Regions from separate parts of the Triticum aestivum genome. Here regions 2 and 3 are each linked to region 1. The links are chromatin contacts, called in public Hi-C maps. All regions are on one chromosome and are shown on one strand. The core of a region is the stretch at or near the end of the contact, and the rest is flanking DNA. Distances in the headings are between cores, read along the strand shown. Region 1 holds the start of LOC123071442 (ethanolamine-phosphate cytidylyltransferase). Region 2 holds the start of LOC123071440 (histone lysine acetyltransferase CREBBP). Region 3 holds the start of LOC123071445 (pentatricopeptide repeat-containing protein At3g09060).

What was found. Hi-C and Micro-C count contacts between places; a contact is called where the count stands out from the background.
Region 2: a contact with region 1 is called in a Hi-C map of leaf, with 6 times the contacts expected there. The contact joins the promoter of LOC123071440 here to the promoter of LOC123071442 in region 1. A contact is called at or near these places in 2 of 5 Hi-C or Micro-C datasets (both in leaf).
Region 3: a contact with region 1 is called in a Hi-C map of leaf, with 4 times the contacts expected there. The contact joins the promoter of LOC123071445 here to the promoter of LOC123071442 in region 1. A contact is called at or near these places in 2 of 5 Hi-C or Micro-C datasets (both in leaf).

The regions. Positions count from the first base shown.
Region 1 is chr3B:644,916,205-644,919,641 of IWGSC CS RefSeq v2.1, reverse strand. LOC123071442 (ethanolamine-phosphate cytidylyltransferase) reads left to right here and starts at 1,734. Exons shown (of 10, transcript XM_044494998.1): 1 at 1,734-2,136; 2 at 3,174-3,437. The coding sequence starts at 3,196.
Region 2 is chr3B:644,508,401-644,511,837 of IWGSC CS RefSeq v2.1, reverse strand. It overlaps LOC123071440 (histone lysine acetyltransferase CREBBP), which reads left to right and starts at 1,519. Exons shown (of 13, transcript XM_044494996.1): 1 at 1,519-2,979; 2 at 3,120-3,302. The coding sequence starts at 1,813.
Region 3 is chr3B:645,203,087-645,206,523 of IWGSC CS RefSeq v2.1, reverse strand. It overlaps LOC123071445 (pentatricopeptide repeat-containing protein At3g09060), which reads right to left and starts at 1,746. Exons shown (of 9, transcript XM_044495006.1): 1 at 1-1,746. The coding sequence starts at 1,664.

The sequences.
Region 1 (3,437 bases), core at 485-2,984:
AGAACATCAAAGGACAAGAGAACCTAGAACATTAAGAGATTACCTACTAGCACAACAAACGGATAGCATACACGGAGCACCTACAGCCAATTTGAGCTACAAAAATTCCTACAGCACATTACTATAACGAGCCAATTTTAGCTACAAAGGAATGAGAAGTTTCTACAACAACAGATCTGAGAAATCCCAATCCCCTGCTACAACTACACATCTACAGTCCAACACCTACATCGGTGGCGCCGACGAAGAGCGTCTCCCTACAACAGAGCACCGCTGCGATGAGGCATGTAGCCGTCGAGGAGGAGCCGCCAAGCAGAGGAGAACCATCTCAGGGCCGACCAGAAATGGGGGAAAGGAGCACGCGGCCGTACCTGCTTGTGTCGCCGCTGGCAACCGCCGACCCCGAAGCGGTCGTCGTCGCCACCGCGTTGGATGCGCCCGCGTCACCCCACACCACCCGCCGTCGCCGCCAGCCGTCGCCCTACCAGATCCCACCACCGTCGCCCTTATAGACACAAAGGAGCTGCGGGAGCACCGCAAGAGCGTTACAGCTGCATAAATGATTCCTGAAACAACCACCCAGTTTCAGAAATGTCTGCGCGTGACGCGGAAGCGAGGAACACTCTCGTCCGTCTGATCAACACACGATCCGACGGACGCGGAGCCGACGGACGCACAAGCGTTATCAGTCGGTTGAAGGTAAGCTTTTTCCTTATTAATACTTTGTTTGTCTTGTGTAACCTAAAATTGTTTTCTTCCGAAAGACTAGCCAAAATCGCTAGAACAAGGATCATAGCCATATTGTCTCGCTTTTTTTTTTTGTATAAAGATCTAGAATCTGCATAATCAATGAAAAAACCGGCCCTAAATCATTTTTTTGTTGCCAGCCACATGTGCCAATGCCAATGGCACTAAAATAAAAACACTAATGTTAGATCGTAGACGACACATCAATGCACGATATTTGTTAAGGGGTTCACCGATGGCTACATCCTCAGGTAATGACTACGGACGCTCCTTCCTAAAATACCGCAACACCGGCCCCCGGGCGCCGGCACAAGCCACTGGCTCCCTCGCGTACCTAGCTATCAAGTCGTCGTGGATTAGAATGTGTGGTGCCTCTTAACATATAAACGACATAAAATACAACGTGTCCAACTCCTACACGACCCGTATCTACCACATCAATTACAACTCCAATTTCTAAAAAAAGAAAAATCAATTACAACTTTAAGTCCATATAACCCCTTGCGTATAAATATATTCGACAAGCCAATGCCATGTGGTGGTAGAGGAGTCGCACCGTACCGTAGGTAATGCCGTGGCCATCCACGCAGCACGCGTAAGTACAAAATTTGGGTCAATTGCCGTGGTGCCAATCAGGTGGCTCGTTGGCTAAATCGAGTGAACTCCCTGCTCATCCTGTCAATTGTCATAGTCGTGTAAACTCTGGTTGTTTGTGAAATACAGTATATAAAGGAGCCATCTTTTTTGATAATAATAAAAAGTGTAGCAGGAGATTTTTTCTTCTTCTGGTCGGCGATGGTTCCACGCTAGCCCTCTCGGACCCGTTTCTCCCGTCCTCACGCCCCTCCCCCTCGCTCTCTCCGCCGGGGTAACGGCAGGGGCAGACTGAGTCGGGAGGTCGGTCCTGCGCCGTGCGCTGGGCAGTGGGCACCCGGCCGTCGACAAGGGCCGACGGCGAGCCGGCGCAGAATCGTAGGGAGAGCGAAGGGAGGAGGACGCGTCAGACGCGCGATATTATAGCGAGGAGGAGGTGGGCCCCGCGGGGGAATCAGTTGGTGGAGGGGGTGCCCACACCACCACACGCGAGGCGGAGGGGGAAGGAAGAGCTGTCGTCTCGTCTCGTCTCCGGAGGCCTCCCCTAGAAAATACACCAGACGGAGACAAGCGAGACGCCAAAGCAGATACTTCTCCGCACCGCGCGACACGCAGCACCGCGCCCCGGCAGTGGCAGGCAGGCAGGCAGATCTCCTCCCGGCCTCCTCCCGCGCTACGAAGGGACGGCGGCTCTCCCCCCCGCCCCGCGCCGCCCCGGCGGAGATCCCCGCGGAATCTCGCCGCCGCGCGCCCGATCTCGGCCGCCGCCGCCGGTCGCCTGCCCCCCTCGTTCCGGTGCGCGCCTTTCCTGTCTCCGAATCTCTCGGCTTGTTCTTCTTCTTGTTGTTGTTCAAGGAAGCGAAAATCCCCGGAAATTATTCCTAGGCGTTGCTTGTTTCCCCCCCTCTCCTCCGTTCAGCGTTTGCTCGTACCTTAGGGTGATCGATCCATGCCGCGTTTGAGCACGGATCGTGGGCAGGTGGGCGCATGCATGCGCGGCGCCACTTGATTATTTCTGCCGTTTGCGGCATTGGAATTAGCATTTCGATGGTGGGGGAATTCGGGCCGATGCCTTTATTCGTTTTCTCCCATCTCTCGTGATTCCGTTTGTGCTCCTGTCTCTCTTGGACCCACGCACCTTTAGATTCTGCTTGGTTGTGCATGGTTGGCTGCGATGCAAAATTTGAGCTAAGAATCAGATTATCCCTCGCTTGATTTTGGTTACAATTCGAGGCTCAGAGAGTTGGAAATCATATATGCTCCCTATTCTGCCAGAATTTCCTTCAGTGCATATTCAGATGATCAGTCACTTCGGTTTGTTGCATGTTCCTGTCTTCTGGGGCTATTTTTTGTAGAGTGGTCTGAACAATCGACGTTATTGGAAAATATTTCTTCAGAACAAAATTTATGGCTATATCTCGTGGATTCTTGAGCTCCACTAGTTGCTACGTAGCTTCTAACTGACGCAATTTAAGTCTGTTCTGACTTCTCCAACAATTTTTTTTGGCTCAATCTGTAGCTTTCCAGTATATCTGGTGGTTAGGATTTGGTCAAACATGACTTCGCAGCTAAGCACGTTGAGCAAATGCAAATAGTCCTGGTTATACGTCTAGTATCTATCCATCCTTTCATGATAAAGTATTGAAAAGGCACATCTGCTTTTGAGTCACTTTCTTGTTCCAAACATAACAAAAGAAATTGAACTGCACAAAGTTTGGAGAACGAGACATTTTTCGTTTCCTTTGTAATTACATACAGGATACCCTTTCTTGCATGAGGATGCATCGATTATGAGGTCTCATTTTTGCTGCTTTTTTCTGAACCCATATCAGGGCAGTACTTCTACACCTCAAAATGATGATGGGTTTGCTGGCATTTGAGAACAACCAGGGGCTCTGGAATGGCGGATATTATTCACAGTTTTTTGGAATTGGAGGAGTTATGGTGACTGTTGCAATTCTTTGGTTATCTACGGGTTATTTTGGAGGAATTGGTGCTCCTTTTGCTCCATACTTTTGGCCATATTTAGGACAAGTCCCCAAGAAGAAGGAACGGCAAAGGCCCGTGAGAGTGTACATGGATGGATGCTTTGACCT
Region 2 (3,437 bases), core at 270-2,769, 410 kb after region 1:
TCTCGGGTGCGGTGGTGTCAAGGTCTTGGATGCCGGGGCGGCGGCCTTGGTGGTGGTAGCGCGGTGCTCATGGGCAGAGCCCGTGGCTTGGTGCTGCCCGGTGACCATGGCCGTGTGGGCGGCATGGTGGCAGGGGTGTGGCGTTCGGTGGCGGTGAGTGTTTGCTGGGGTGAAAACCTGTTCTATCCTCGGACGGACCGGCTGCGGCGTAGCGCGTTACCTTCTTGAAGGCGTCGTCGCGGCTCTCACCGGTCATCGTGTCGCTTCAGGGGAAACTCTGACCCCCGGGTCAGGCGGTGGCGGCGCGATAGCGTCGTAACTTTCTTGGAGGCGCCGCCTTGGAGCTCACGGTTCGTCATGTGCGGCTTCATCTCTTCACGGTGGCGTGTTCACGGTGGAGGTCCTCGATTGCTCTTGTAGTGTTAGGTGTGGTGTTGCTGCGCTCAGCGCCTATGTATCCCGCCTTGGGTGTGTGCGTGTGTTGTTGTGGGATGTGTTTGTACTTAGGCTGTGGTTGATCTGTGCTTTATATATAAAGTAGGACGAAAGCCTTTTTCGGTAATACCGGAAGGAGGAACTGGAATGTGTTTGTGGCAAGACAGTCGAAACCCGCTACGCACTCATCGCTCGTTGTGATAAGTGTAAGTGCCTGCATAGTTTTTGTTTCTCAGCTGGAACACACGCATGATTAACTAACAAAGATACCCTTTTTTTTAAAGAATATAAATTTCAATGATGGACTCCTTGGTGCCTGGTCCAGTGTTTTTATAAAAGTACAAGAAACCTAGAAGGTTAAAAGAATCTATATTTTCTTGGTACCCTCATGCGTTCTAAATATATTTACTTTTTTATAAAATTCCATATTAGTTTGTATGCCATGACAAAAGGCAGTTTTTTTATGAAAAGGGAAAAGGACAGTTTTGTGGCTTAAAAAAGAAAAAAATATCTTGACACACTACACATGTTTATGCACTTGTGTAATTGTTTTAAGAACTTTGGAGGTTCTAAAATATGTTTTCATCTAACTAAATATCTAGAAAATTGTGTACAAACCAAATATCTAGAACTCTGGACACGTTTTGGCGTGCTTGTTTTCATTTCGGTCCATATATACTTCATATTAAAATATCCAAAACGTATTATAATTCTAACTGACGTGCTCCCCCTTTCATAAATACTTCATCTGTTTCAGAATATAAAGTGCATAAATTTCCATGAAAGTCAAAGCATATGTAGTATATTTGACCAGGATTCTAGAATAGAATATCAACATCTGCAATACAAATTAAATAAAATATAAAGATACATTTTACAATGGATTTAATTAGAAATTTAATATTATAGATATTAATACTTTTTTCTAAATACTTCATAAAATATGAACATAATTGACTTTTGAAAAGAAAAACCGAATACACCTTATATTAGAACGGAGGGAGTACAAGAAAGGAATAAATACCCTTCAGTGTCGGATTATAATACCTCGGCCTGCCACCGCGTGACACCCACCCCATATTAGGCCCGCACGCTTTGTTTCTCCCCTCCGTTTCTCCCGTGTCTCGACAAGTGCTAGGGTTTCACGCAGCCGTTCCCGCCGCCGCCTCCCACCTCCCACCGCCGCTGCCTACCATCCCCGCAGCCAGGACACTCCACGTCTCCGCTCCCGCCCGCCACCACGTCCTCTGCTGCCTACCGTCGCCTCTGGCCACGTGTACCGAGCACCTACGCCAGCATATCGCCGCCGCCGGATCCGTCTCGCCGCCGCCTAGCTGGATCTCGCCTCCGGTCTCACCTCTCGATCGTTCGATCGGGATGCCGCAAGAGAAGCCCGTCCAGTATGTTCCATCGGGCGATGATGGACCTTCGGTCACGCCGCCGCCCAGCTCGATCTCGCCTCCGGTCGCCCCTCTGTATCGTTCGATCTCGACTCTGGGCTCCAGGTTTCACCCCGATCCGCCACTCGGCGGCACCGCTCCCGCCCCACCGCCGCATCCCATGAGCGGTTCCGCTCCCGCCCCGCGGCAGACCGCCGTCCCCGCTCTGCCTGCTCCCACTCCGCAGCGGACCGCCGGCCTTGCTCCCGCCCCGCGGCGGTACGCCGGCCCTGCTCCCGGCCCGGGGCGGTCCCCCGGCCCTGCTCCCGCCCCGCGGCGGACCGCCGGCCCTGCTCCCGCCCCGCGGCGGTACGCCAGCCCTGCTCCCGCCCCGCGGCGGTCCGCCAGCCCTGCTCCCGCCCCGCGGCTGACCGCTGGCCCCGCTCCGCCGCGGACCGTTGCCACCCCACCAGGCGGCCCCACTCGCTCCTCGCCTTGGACGGTCGCCATGCCACCAAGCGGCCCCGTCTCTTTCTCCCCGCCGCGGACCGTCACCACGCCACGAGGCGCCCACGCTCGCTCCCTGCCGCGGACCCTCGCCACCACACGAGTTTGCCCTGCTCGCTCCCCGCCGCGGACCATCGGCACCGCTAGCTCCTCGCCGCGGACCGTCGCCGAGCCACGAGGCTGCCCAGCTCGTGCCCTGTCGCAGACCGCCATGCCACCAGGCGACACTGCTCGTGCCCCGCCGCGGACTGTCGCCATGCCGCTCCACGGCCGCACTCCTGCCTTCGACCATCATCTTCCGATGCTCCTGCCACTGGGCGATGATGGAGATGGAACAAACAAGGTGTGGACAGGGGAGAAGAGGCGCCGCAAGTACCTACCCCCATCATCTTCCGATGCTCCTGCCACTACCCAGCATCTTCAAGACCCGATTTCTCATGCGACAGACATGGAGATGGAGGACACCATCTTGCCACAAGAAGGTGGCGATGAGCACACCGGGCCAGGCGTTATTCTCACCAAGGAAGACCAGGCCGAATATGCTAAAATTTTGCGTCCCAATATTTCTCCTCCTATTGACCCGAACTCTTATATGGCATTTGAGGACTACGACGAGATAGAAGAGCGCCTTGCACGCCTTCGCATCGCTTATTACAAGGTACCTTCATGCTGTATCAATCGATCAGCACTCATTTTAGTTAATGTATGTTATAAAGTGTGTACACGTGCGATAGCAGGTAATTCAGTCCTGGTTTGGTATGCATGCATGATTTTATCTTTTGTATCATCTGTGTGTAGATTGTGAAGCCAGAGGCTGCACATGAACTAAAGGAACCAGAAGAGTACACCGAGGATGAACTTATTAAGGAGTCCTACTTTCGGCATTTGGAGGATGATGATAGTTTTGAGTGGTTCTTCCATCGCGATGATAGCCAGAACCCTGGATTGAATGACTACCAACGCATTGTCCTTAGTAATTTCGTAAGTTTATCTACACCCGAGCCATCTGGTTTGACTAGTTTGATTATCTTAATCATTGCTGTTCAGAAACCATTTCAACACAATGTGAAAACACCGTTAAATCAATGAGGTAGTTCATTGTGCTTCATTAATTCC
Region 3 (3,437 bases), core at 497-2,996, 290 kb before region 1:
TAAGTATTGACATCTAGTTTACAACCTTTCTCCAACATTTCTTTTGTAAAGCTTGAAGCATCTTGATACTTTTCAGCCTTACATAGTCCATCTATTAGAGTGTTGTAAGTGATGACAGTAGGAGAACAACCATTGTTTGCCATCTCGCCGTATATTCTTACAGCATCACTAAACTTAGATGCTTGGCAGAACCCTTTTATTAGTGCATTGTAAATATGAGGATTCAGTTTGCAGCCATCCATAGATATCTTTTCATATAACTTAACTGCATCGTCTAGTCTCCCATCATTGCACAGTCCACTTATCATGGATGAATATGAGAATGCATCTAATTTTTTACCACTGGTCTGTGCTTCCACTAAGATTTGAAGTGCCTTGTTAGCAAAGCCTTTCTCACATAACCCATGGATCATAGTGCCAAAACTCACCATGTCAGGAGAGGACGAAGTGTCTTTCTCCAATAGCTCCCACAATTCTCTAGCTTCATCGACCATGCCACCATCAAAGAGCCCCTTCAGCATTATATTATACGTTATCACATTACGGATGCCAGAAACACTGGTAGAGTCCCAGAATTTCCAAGCCTCTCCTACTCTCCCAGCTTGGCAGAACCCCTTGATGAGTGAATTATATATGGCAACATCAGGAACAAGCCCAGTCTTGATCATCTCTGAATATACCCTTGCTGCACCATCCACATCCCGTGACCGGCACAAACCGTGAATCAGAATCCCATAGGTAATCATGCCGACTTGGTGATTATTTGCAATCATCCTCTCCCATACCTCACCCGCCTCCTTAAACCTCCCAAGTTTACACAAGCCATCAAGCATCGCATTGTAAGTGGAGGGGTTGGGACTTGAACCAGGATCTCTCACCAGCTGCTCCCACACCCGCATAGCTTTCTCAAACTCACCATTCCTGAAACACCCTCGGAGCACTGCATTGTAACAAACCGCATCAGGCTGCACTTCATAGGTCGGCATTTCGTCGAGCAGGTAAAGTGCCATGTCCAAGCGGCTGTGTTTGACAAGCCCAGACATGAGAGTGGAGTAGGTGACGCGGTCTGGAGCAACTCCGCGGCGGCGAACGGAGTCAAAGAGCATCAGAGCTCGGTCTAGGTCCCCACGTCCGCAGAGGGAGCGGAGGATGATGTTGTAAGTCTGGAGGTTGGGGGCAATGCGGCGCCCGAAGGCGCCATGGGAGAGGGACGCGAAGAAGGCGTCAGCGTCGGAGAAGCGACGGGCCCGCACGAGAGCGTCGAGGAGGGCGTTATGGGAGCGGACGCCCGGGTTGCAGCCGAGGAAGGCAGGGAGGCGGCGGAAGGCGGCGAGCGCGGCGTCGGGCATGAGCGCGCGGGAGAAGGCGGAGAGGACGACGAGCGCGGCGGGCTCGGAGAAGCGCGGGCGGTGGCGGAGGCTCGGGAGGAGGCCGAGGAGGCGCGGGAGGCGGGCCGGGGCGGAGGTGGCGAGGCGGCGCAGCAGGTGGAAGAGGAGCGGCTGGGGCGGCGTGTAGGCCGGCCAGGTGGAGACGAGGAGCTCCAGGTGGGCGAGCGCGGAGGCTGGGTCGGGCTCGGACTTGATCAGCTCGAGGAGGCGGTGGATGGGCGGCGTCTCGCCGCCGGGCTGCGGCGGCTCGGGCTCGGGCTGCGCCGGCCGCGGCATCGGGTTGAGCGGACCGTGGCCGCGCGCGGCGGCTGCACGCACGGGCGCGCCAGGCGTCTGGTGGTATTGCGGTTTGGCTTGTGAGTTGACGGCGGGGGCTAGGGTTTTTGGGTTGGCTCATTCATGATCGCATCCTGGCCCTGCGGCCTGCCAAGAATGTCGGGGGGAAGTTCTGAAACGACTGGGCCTCCATTTGAATTGAATGGGCTTCCTAACTAATCTAGCCGCAAGGCCGTTTCCGTTGGCGGAAATGGTGCAGAACCTGGCCCAGCCATTTGAGTGTGTGTTTTTTAAAGAAAGAAGTCCGTTTTTCACCCCAAAATGTAGCTTGAGGGACAAATACCTCCCTGAACTCAAATTTGGTACGATTTTAACCCCCAAAATATTAAAACCGGGTAAATCTCCCCCTCAGATGGTTTTGCCTCAATTTTTGGTTTTGCCTCAATTTTAGGCGGTTCTGTGGCCAGAAGTGTGACGTGGCATGGTATTTGGGTGTGCAGACATAGATAGTTAGCGACGGCGGCGATCTTCATGGTCTAGGAATAGATCGACGTGCGGTGGGACGGGCTGCCGGCGCCCCTAATGCTTTGCCACCTGTCGTTCCTCTCCCACCGGTTGTCGCTCTGGTCTGTGGCTGCAGGTAGGCGGCTCATCCTCGTCGTGGGGTTCACGTAGCCGCTCGTATTCGACCCGGCCGCAACGCCCGTGCCGTGTTGGATGGCGGACTCGCGGGTTCTACTCGCTCAACGCAGGTGATGGACAGCGGGCGCAGCTGCTTGTTCGTCGGGGGCGTCGGCTGCAACCTCGTTTTCGCGTGCGCCGGGGAGATATGGGACTCCGCCACGCCGTCTACACCATGGGAGCCACCCCCTCCGCTGCGGGACGGGGCGGTTCATCCGGGATGCCACACATGTCGTCTGCTCGGGCGGAAGACCTATATGGTCAACCTACGCGGCAGCTACCGGAACCGGAGCACAACATCACGGAGAAGAAACTCGGGGTCGATGGGCTTGCCGAGGAGGCGTCAGCAGCGCCACGAACACTAGAGGGATCTCAAGGGAGGCAGCAGAGGCGTCGGGGCTCCACAGAGCTAGGGAATCAGGCGCGCCGGCGGCAGATCCAAAACGAGGAAGACGACGTTCCCACTGTAATTCAGGGGGCGACTCGCACAAATGACTTTGCCAAAGTAGGCAAGGGAGGCGTGGCGGAGATGCTTGACATGGTAGTGTGGCTCAAGGTGGCCAGTGGACGCATGGGCGGCAACGGCGGCGGTGCTGGCTGCAGCACGGGCGCATGCGGGGCATGCGATTCCCGTCATGAGAGGGTGTCAGAAGGGTGGGGGGAATGGGAAGGAGGGGCTGGGGCATCTGGGGCGACGTTGTGGCACCCCGGTGGGGGGCATCGAGGGCCATGGCTGTCGATGAACGACACATAGGAGAGATGGAGGGAGGAAGAAGATGACGTCTTCTCCCAATACCACCAAAATTATAACAAAACCGCTCTAGGGTCAGATTTATCCGGTTTTGAGAATTTCAGGATTAAAATCGTACCAAAATAGACTTTGGGGTGGTATTTGTCCATTGAGGCACATTTGAGGGTGAAAATGAACTTCTTTCTTTTTAAAACTTTGTTTGAGTTGGTGACTGATGGATCGACCTGCGCCTATGGAACGTTTGGGCTTTCAACGATGGTTTTTTTTTTTTTGCGGGAAAGGCTTTCAACGATGTTGGGATTGTGTTTGTACTGGTGGCAGCAAATTTAACTTATTTCTTA